Regions from separate parts of the Zea mays genome. Here region 1 is linked to region 2. Evidence: chromatin contacts called from public Hi-C data. All regions are on one chromosome and are shown on one strand. The core of a region is the stretch at or near the end of the contact, and the rest is flanking DNA. Distances in the headings are between cores, read along the strand shown. Region 1 holds the start of LOC100272943 (DNA-binding protein). Region 2 holds the start of LOC100285622.

What was found. Hi-C and Micro-C count contacts between places; a contact is called where the count stands out from the background.
Region 1: a Hi-C map of leaf shows a contact between it and region 2, with 5 times the contacts expected there. The contact joins the promoter of LOC100272943 here to the promoter of LOC100285622 in region 2. A contact is called at or near these places in 1 of 25 Hi-C or Micro-C datasets (leaf) and 1 of 3 datasets of contacts at active chromatin or transcription factors (seedling).

The regions. Positions count from the first base shown.
Region 1 is chr4:39,393,022-39,397,157 of Zm-B73-REFERENCE-NAM-5.0, reverse strand. It overlaps LOC100272943 (DNA-binding protein), which reads left to right and starts at 2,152. Exons shown (of 5, transcript NM_001147395.1): 1 at 2,152-2,968; 2 at 4,068-4,135. The coding sequence starts at 2,467.
Region 2 is chr4:39,359,263-39,363,403 of Zm-B73-REFERENCE-NAM-5.0, reverse strand. LOC100285622 reads right to left here and starts at 2,113. Exons shown (of 4, transcript NM_001372309.1): 1 at 1,790-2,113; 2 at 1,488-1,670; 3 at 741-1,388; 4 at 1-641. The coding sequence starts at 1,888. The coding sequence ends at 273.

The DNA.
Region 1 (4,136 bases), core at 903-3,402, 34 kb before region 2:
TGCGGACGTCTGCTATTGGCCCTGTTTGGGACAGCTGCTGCTTGTTGAAAAAGCAGCTTATCTGATAAGCTGGTAAAAAGCAGCTTCTGCTTGTTGTCTGCTTTTAGTTCATTTTGAGAAGCAGCTGAACTGATAAGCTGCTACAGAAGCTGTCTGTTTGGCAGGACTTCAGCTTAAATTTGTGAAGAAGCTGAAAATAAGCTGTGCCAAACAGGGCCATTGTGTGTTCATAGATAATCAGTGTGGCTGTTGAGTTTTAAGATGGCAAAGTAGTAGTAATAAATAAATCGTTTCGTTGTCCCGGCACTTTGTGTTTATTTAAGCTCAACTGCTCGTCAGCTTTCGGCCCGTGCGTAGTGTGGTCCCATGTAATTCACTCAAATTTGAACACGAAGGATCAGAAAACAAACAGTTTCCCCCTTTGGACCACTCAGCGTGTTTGATCTGTTGGTGAGTGAAACCTAGCTCGCATCTCAGAAGAACCAAGATGCCACTGAAAAATATACTCATTCCTTGTATGCCACTGGCCCCACATGTCATAGACACCAAAAAATATACCTATATGCCACTCAGTGGCACACAAGGGATGAGTATAAAATCTGATGGCATACCAGGAATTTTCTCAAGAACCAACCAGGCTCCCGTAGGACAGGCTCCAGAGATGTTGTAGTTTGGGAACATGACTAGGTGTGCGATGGATGAGGCAAGCATATTCTGAAAAACTGAACATGTCCGTGTCCAACCATACGACTATTCGAAATATAACATAGATCAGTCACACCAACAAAAGGCCGTGAATAGGCCTCGTCATAGGCATAAGGCGGCCAAGCGTCCCCGAGCAAGACAGAGAGAAGGAACTTAGAGGCCAACCACCCATATCTATCCTAACAAAGTGTTTTTTATGTATTATATAATTTTTATTTGCTTGATTATATACTGTGGTGTTTTTTGTTTCACTAAAATATTACGTTTCATTTCAAATTAATGATTGTAAAAGAGATGAAATGATTGCAGGCTGACGGTAAAGACTATATATTTGGTAGATAAACATCGATGACAGTCAATGACGCGATCAATAAACCGCAAAGATCGGATGCATTGGATCTAGACTTAGGGGAGAAATTTTTATCTGGTTATTTTGTATTTGTCTAAGGATTAATTTGGTGAGACATGAGGATGACGACAATTATAGCTAGCTAATAGTAGCTTTGTTAAAGATCCAGTTACTTGCTGTAGCCTGTAGGGTGGGGACTTTGGCGCATCCACCCTTTTATTTTATTTTCCGTGCTTTTTGTCCTGTATATGCTTGGATAATAATGGATGAAAGCGGGAGAGGACATGAATCAAGGCTGCACGCGACACAGTATTTTATTTTATTGGCTGCAGCACCATTTATCGGTTTCGACGATTCAAATTTGTCCACAGATAATAAAAAAAGGTAGGGCCTGGGCCTGGCCGTGCCGGGCCGCGGTTGGCCAACTCCCTTTTTTGAAGAAAAAAAAACTAAAAAAGATGTACCGAGAACACGTTAGAATTTCTCCCCGTTGGATCGGAGCCGTTCCCATCCATCTGCACAGTGCCTGTCCTGCGTCTGACGTGTCACTGTTCGCTTTGACACGCTTGACCCGCGGGCTCGGGAAGCACAGCAGGCAGCTGCCGCCCGGCGCCATGGCAATATGGCATGCGACAAACCGACGACCAGTCAACCCTAAAGTGGCCCTGTGGCAGAACCGTAAATCCACCTCTCCATCGCCCGTATGTATACAGCGCTTAATAACTACTAGTAATTAATTAGCCCGCGTGACGCCAAGCGCCTTTTCCGTTCCCGGTTCTGCCCACCGGGTTCAGTTCACGGCTTCACGCCACGGCACGGCGCCAAGCAACGGGCATCTCCCTCGGTTCCCGCATTAAAAACCACCACGGGAAGAGCACGTGGGCCCCTCCCCGCTCTTAAACCGCGACAATTTCGGCCCCCGTTTCTTTACTGCGCCCGCGCGGGCGCGCCCGGGCGGATAAATAATTTAATATTTCCTCGATAACCTAATTTATTTCTCTTTTTTTAATCCCGCAATTCCCCCGGCGGCATCCTCGCCTTTTTTGCTTTTATTAGTTTTGGCTTTTTATTTCACTGGCGCCCCATTTCCGCCGCCCCTCTTCTGCTGCCTCTCGCCTCGCGACCTCCGCTTCGTCCTCCTCCCGCAGCTGCTCCTGTTTTTGTTTTTGTCGATTTTTGTCGCTGGAGCGAGGATTTTTTGAGGAATATTTCGGGATTTTGGGGCTATTTTTCGGGGACTTTTTTTTTGGGGGGAGGGAGGATTTTCGTTATTTTCTTTTTTTTTGAGGCGCCGCCCTGAACTAAACGGGGGAGATGGGGAGAGCGTGCGTGAGCTCCAATGGCGACTGCTCGTGTCGGGAGGCTTAGTAGGACGACTACGAGCAGGCGGGCGCGTGCGGGGTGCTGCGTGCATGGAGGCCAAGCCGGGGGAAGCCAGTGTTGGGCATGCGCCTGCGCCTATGGCGGCGGCAGCACCGGTTATGGCGGCGCCACCACTAGAGGAGACTGTGAGCTTCCAGCAGCCGCTGCCGGCGCCGGCCGCGGCGGCGGAGAGGGGCAGCTCGAGCGCCGTCCTGGTGCCGCCTCTTGCTACGGCGGCGGGAGGCGGCGCGATGGCGCTCGTGCCGGTGCTGATGAAGGTGCCGAAGAAGCGAGGGAGGCCGCGCAAGTACGGGCCGGACGGGAGCCTGATCCGCCCGCTCAACGCCACGCCGATCTCGGCGTCCGCGCCCTTGCCGGCCGCCGTGGCGCCTGGGCACTACACGCCGGCCTCCGCGGTGGGCGCCGCCATGAAGCGTGGCAGGGGACGGCCCCTTGACTTCGCCGCCGCCGCCGCCAAGCAGCACCAGCAGCATCACCACCAGCTCTACCAGCATCAGCAGCAGCAGTTCGGCTTCCACTTCGACTCCATTGGTAGGACTGTAGGAGTACTCCCAAATCTCTCGCTCGTATTCATCCCCCATTCCCCCTCTGTTTTTTTTGTCTCTCTTTATATATAGATTAATTAAACCCAAAAATCTGTTAATCTTTTTGGGATAATCCACATCCTATTCTAGAGATAAGGATTCGATTTTTCTCCCGACAAATTCCTCGACTAGAGGAGAATGGATGGATGAGCGGCGGGGGAGGAGCCAATGACAGGGGTAGTAATTGGATGGCGGCGTCACCGGCTCACTCCTTGTCCGGACACTGTCTGTCTGTCCCTCTCTTATCCGAATATTTCCTGTCTCCTCCACTCTACGCAGACGCAGCTCGTGCTGCACAACATGATCAGATGCTAGTTCGCACGGTCAGGTATCTCAGGCAGGCTCATGCGGCTGGTTGGTGCACTGTGCGAGCCAAGATTCATGGCTCGGTTGAGGGGCAAAGTGGGGGCCAGATGGAGGCATATCCTCTGCCTGCAGTCCATCCTACCCCGTTTTGTTGGTTGCTTTTAGGGTTTCTTGGTGTTCTGTGGTGGGGTTCCCCCGTTGTGGGGATTGCCTGCCATGGTGGTGCTGCCCTGCTTGTGCTTAACTGTTCTGTTCTGGAATAAAATATTGAAGATACAGATCATTTGAAAATCCTTCTTGTTAGGTTCTACCACGGTGCCTGCCTTTTTGTCATTCCTTGTCTCCCTGGTAGTAGGTCTGAAGGTGATCGTCTGATGGATATAGTTCAGACATACGGAGTATCTGTTTTTTTTTTCGAGGTACGTGGTGAAAATAGTATGACTTGGGACTGAAAAATGTATAGTGAATGCTTCGGGTACTAGAACACGGTGGTAAAAGTTGGTATGGCTGGATTGAACATTTACAGTGTATGAAGAATTTATGAGACTGTACTTCGATGAGTGAGGGTGGTCTTTGGATGTCGCAGTTGTGTAGCTAGTTGATTTCCTGATGGGATCACTGCCATAGATTCCTATTAGACTAAACAATCTTCTCTGCTCCCAGACCTTTCATTTGGCCAGTTTGTTTTGCTATAAATCTGCCATTATTTTTTTCTAACCACCCGCACCATGTGTTGGCAGGTGATATGGGGGCATGTTCAGCTGGTGCAAATTTCACTCCACACATAATTACAGTCGCTCCTGGTGAGG
Region 2 (4,141 bases), core at 864-3,363:
TTCCTATTGCTAATCACCCCTCCTCAACCGTCGTCAGTGTCCGACCGTCCGTCCATCCATGGCGTCGGTGCCTGTTGATGACGGACGACGACATTTCCTCTCGAGTACAACACCATGCCCGACCCGAATTTCACCCTGCTTGAGCGGCGCTCCATGTCGCGGTGTTTAGTTGATGCCGTCGGCGCCGGTTCCTCGATCTTGTACGTACACAGTACGTCAATGGCGGGTGGGTCTCCTTGAGAAACCGCCCGTGTCTTTTCTTGGTGCCGAGTTCACGAGCACGACTTGATGAGGCCGAGGTTGTACAGGTTCCGCTTCACGAGGTTGCCGAGGTAGACCAGCCCAAGGCCGCCGCCGCCGTGGTCACGGTCGCCAGGCCCGGCCTCCGGGAACACGCGCGGCGGCCGGGGCTCCTCGCCCACGACGAGGCAGTCCGCGCCGACCCTCGCCCTGACAGCTTCGATGGCGCTCTGGCCCGCCGCCTTGCCATCCGCGTCGGTCACGTAGAAAACGTTGGAGGCCAGGCCCCCCTTCGTCGACACCTCCGCGTGGGCGACGAGCAGCCCGTTCTCGCGGAACGTCCGCGTCACCTCGGACAGCAGCCCCGGCCGGTCCGGCGTGCACAGCTCCAGCCTCACGCCCTGGATGGATGCAGATTCAGAGAGCAGCCACATTAGTCAAGTCTCACGCAATGGATGCAGATTCACAATCGAGTATACTAACTCGTCGAATCCAGTTACCTCTAGCGACCTCCGGTCTATGGCGGCTTGGAGGCACTGGGCGAGCCTCTCCCTCTCGGCCTCGGACCGGATGGGGCTCCCGTCGGCGCTGCGGATGTAGAACTCCTGCCGCGCGCGGTCGCCGGCGGCGGTGTCGACGGTGCCGTGGAAGACGACGTAGTCCAGGCAGTGGAGCGCGCACACCACGTCGAACAGCAGCTTGGGGCGGTCGCGGCACTGCACGGTCACCACGGAGTAGCCGCGCTCGGCCCAGCTCTGCACGGACACGGCCGCGGCCGGGTACGGCGTCGCGCTGTTGTTGTGGTCCGCGGCCATGAGCTGGTGGAGGCGGCGGTCGACGTGCGCGACCGCCGCGGCGGGCACGGCTGCCACGGCGCCCGGGGCCTCGCCGTCACCGCGGACGAGGTGGCCGAGGCGCGCGAGGATGCGCGCCACCCGGTCGGCGTCGCCCTCCCCGCGGAGGAAGGCGACGCACGCCAGGCGGCCGCGGTGCGTCCACGCGCGGGCGTCCACCACGCCGCACTGCAGGTCGGCCAGCACGGCGAACACCTCGGACAGGAGCCCCGTGCGGTCGGGCCCCGTGAGCTCGAGCGCCGTCAGACCCTCGAGCGCCGCCGGCCGGGCCGGCTCGTTCCAGGTCCCGAGAGACTGCAGACCGAAGCCGCGTCAGCGAAAGGCCGCTCTTTGTTCGGAGCGCGAGGCACGGGGAAATGAAGGGGATGGCGAGAGATAGCCCGCTCGCTCTACCTGCTGGATGTAGGTGATGACGCTGTCGTCGGTGAGCTTGCGGCCGAGGCGGTCTGTGACGTGGAAGACGTCCATGAACCAGCGGCCGTCGGAGGAGATGTAGGCCTTGTTGATGGACAGGTCGAGGTCGGCGAGCACCTGCACGGCCTCCAGCAGCAGCCCTCTCTTCCTGGCGCTGTCCACCTGCAGGGCAACCACGGAGTAGAAGAGGCAGAGCCCCACCAAAGTCAGCCACTGCCGTTGCAGCTCCTAGCGCAACCTCCACTCCCAAGAACCGGAGGAGACGGGCGGCCGCAGCTCACCTGCACCAGCGTGGCCGTGGGGCAGACGGCATTGTCGATGACCACGCGGGGCGTGTTCATCCGGACCACCAGCTTCTCGTACTCGTCCAGCCACTCCATCGGCGCCGTCAGCCTCTGCCTCGCGAGCTCCGCCTCGGCGCTTGCTTGCTGCTGGCAGGCAGCGAGCCCAGGCACGCGGGTCGGCTGTATATAAAGCGCGCGGCGGCCCTGACAGCAGGGACGAAGAGTACAAGGAGGAGGCGGTGGACGACGACGCCTCGGCGGGATCGCCCGCGGCTTGGAGGCTTCCCCACGCTTTGGCGTGGCTCTGCTCGCCGCCTTGTTGTTGTTGTTGGCTCCCCGGCGCCTCCTGTAGTCCGGTGTCTGAGCTAGCACAGCTGTCAGTTGAAATTCGGAATTGGAATGCGTGGGCGGGTGAAAGTGGCCGGGACGGAACGGACGCGGGGATTTAAAAAAGAGGTGGAAGCTGGAAGGGGGGCGGAGGGTGGTGTGGTGCACTGGTGCGGCACATGCCGAAGCGACTGGCCAGGCGCGTGGGAGCCAGGGAGGGCCGCCACGTGGAGGGCCGCAGTGTGCTGTGGCTGTTCCTTCGTTCCTTGCTTTGCACTTGCACCCTCCTCCCGGACGTTACAAATTTCGAATAAGGAAACCGACCGGACGGAATGCTATAGTTTACTAGTCATGAATTACTAGGAGATATTTGTTTTGGATTATAATTTATCCATATTATATAATCCAATAAATTGTAAACTAACACTTAATTCAAAATTTGTTAGATTTTATATAACCTGGGCATATTATTATAATCCTAACATACACCCTTAGTTAGCCTTACTAAATTCGGATTGTTATCTAGTTTTTATTTATGTGATTAGTTTTTTTAATAATTAAACTAGATTTATTACAGTAATTGGCATTCAAGCATATTCAAACATTGGATGGTTGTACATATATTGAACTTTAGGCATCGTAACCAACACATCCCAACAAATGACATTCCAAATGTTAGTGCGGGCCCCGGGTGAATTTTTTTCCCGCAACGGAATGTACTATAGCGCAGAACAGAACCGTAAGAAAAATATTCGCTCCATCCGTAAAAAAAAATAACTAACTAATAAGTAACCATTACTTACAAATTTTATAGTAGCAGTCTTTAAATGAAATTATAATGAAAACATATTCTAAAACTAATCTAGTGGTGCTTAGTATATATTATTATAAATATTGTACAGAATTTAATCTAAGTTTAATTAAAATTTAGACAGTTCGAAATTGAAAAAAAACGAGAATTGTATTGTTTTGATTTTTGAGCTACCATCCGGCAGCAGCAGGACACGTAGTACATACAGCCAGCGCGGGACCGGCCGGCAGGCTCGGCAACCTTTTCTTTTTTGTTTTTTTAGGAGCTCAGCTTCCACTTCCAGTAGTTGAGACAAAGCAAGCAGGAGGCGCCGAACCGCCGATTTTTTGGGTGACAGAATTCTGCTGGAATATGCTACCGCATGGACCGATATGCCTGCCCCTTCAGATAGGAGGAGGGCCGCGACGACGTGCACACCGGTCACCGGCGCCCCGCATCGGCGACGTGCCGCGTGGAGCTACTCTTGTATACTACTAGTAAGTATGGGCACTGCACAGCAGCGTAGAGATCAGGATTAGGGCAGGGCACGCATGCCGGGTCCTTTTGACACCTGGAGTGGAGGGTCGCGCCCGTTTTGGTCGAACCTAGGCTTCGTGTAGATGTACTGTTCCTGCGTGGTGTCTCGACGGAGTGCCACGCCACGCGGGCCGTGGTCCAGCCGGCGGCCAAAACAGCAACAGCCAACAGGACGGACCAGCACGTCAGGCGGCGGATCTCGTTCTCGCCCCGGCCCCGCGAGCGCGATGGCGCGGCGCCCCGGCCGCCGGCCACCACGCGGGTTGGCGCCAAAACAAGCGAAGGTTCGCGGGCGCTTGGCGCTTGGCGCCAAGAGAAGTCTGGCGGGAAAAATGCCCGGGGCCCCATCACGATTTGAAATGGCAGGCTGAGGCCGGGCGGTCCGGTCAGCGTGTCAGGCTTGTATGGCGAAGAGAGAGAGGCCGGCGGCGTTGCCTGCTTGCTTTGGACAGACAGCAGATCTAGAGGAAGCGACGGAGGAGATGGTGCAGCGCACACAGCACAGGTGTCCAGCGTCCAGTGTCCACCCAAAGTGGAGGAGTGCGATGGGAAAGCAGTGTGTAGCAGAACAGAGGCATAGTGGCTGGCATGGCGTCCACCGACACCGTCGGGTCAGCGTCCACCATCGGCGCGGGCCTTGGTGCGCGAGCCCGTCGCGCGTCCCCATGCAGCAGCAGCATGCTCCGATGGCGTGC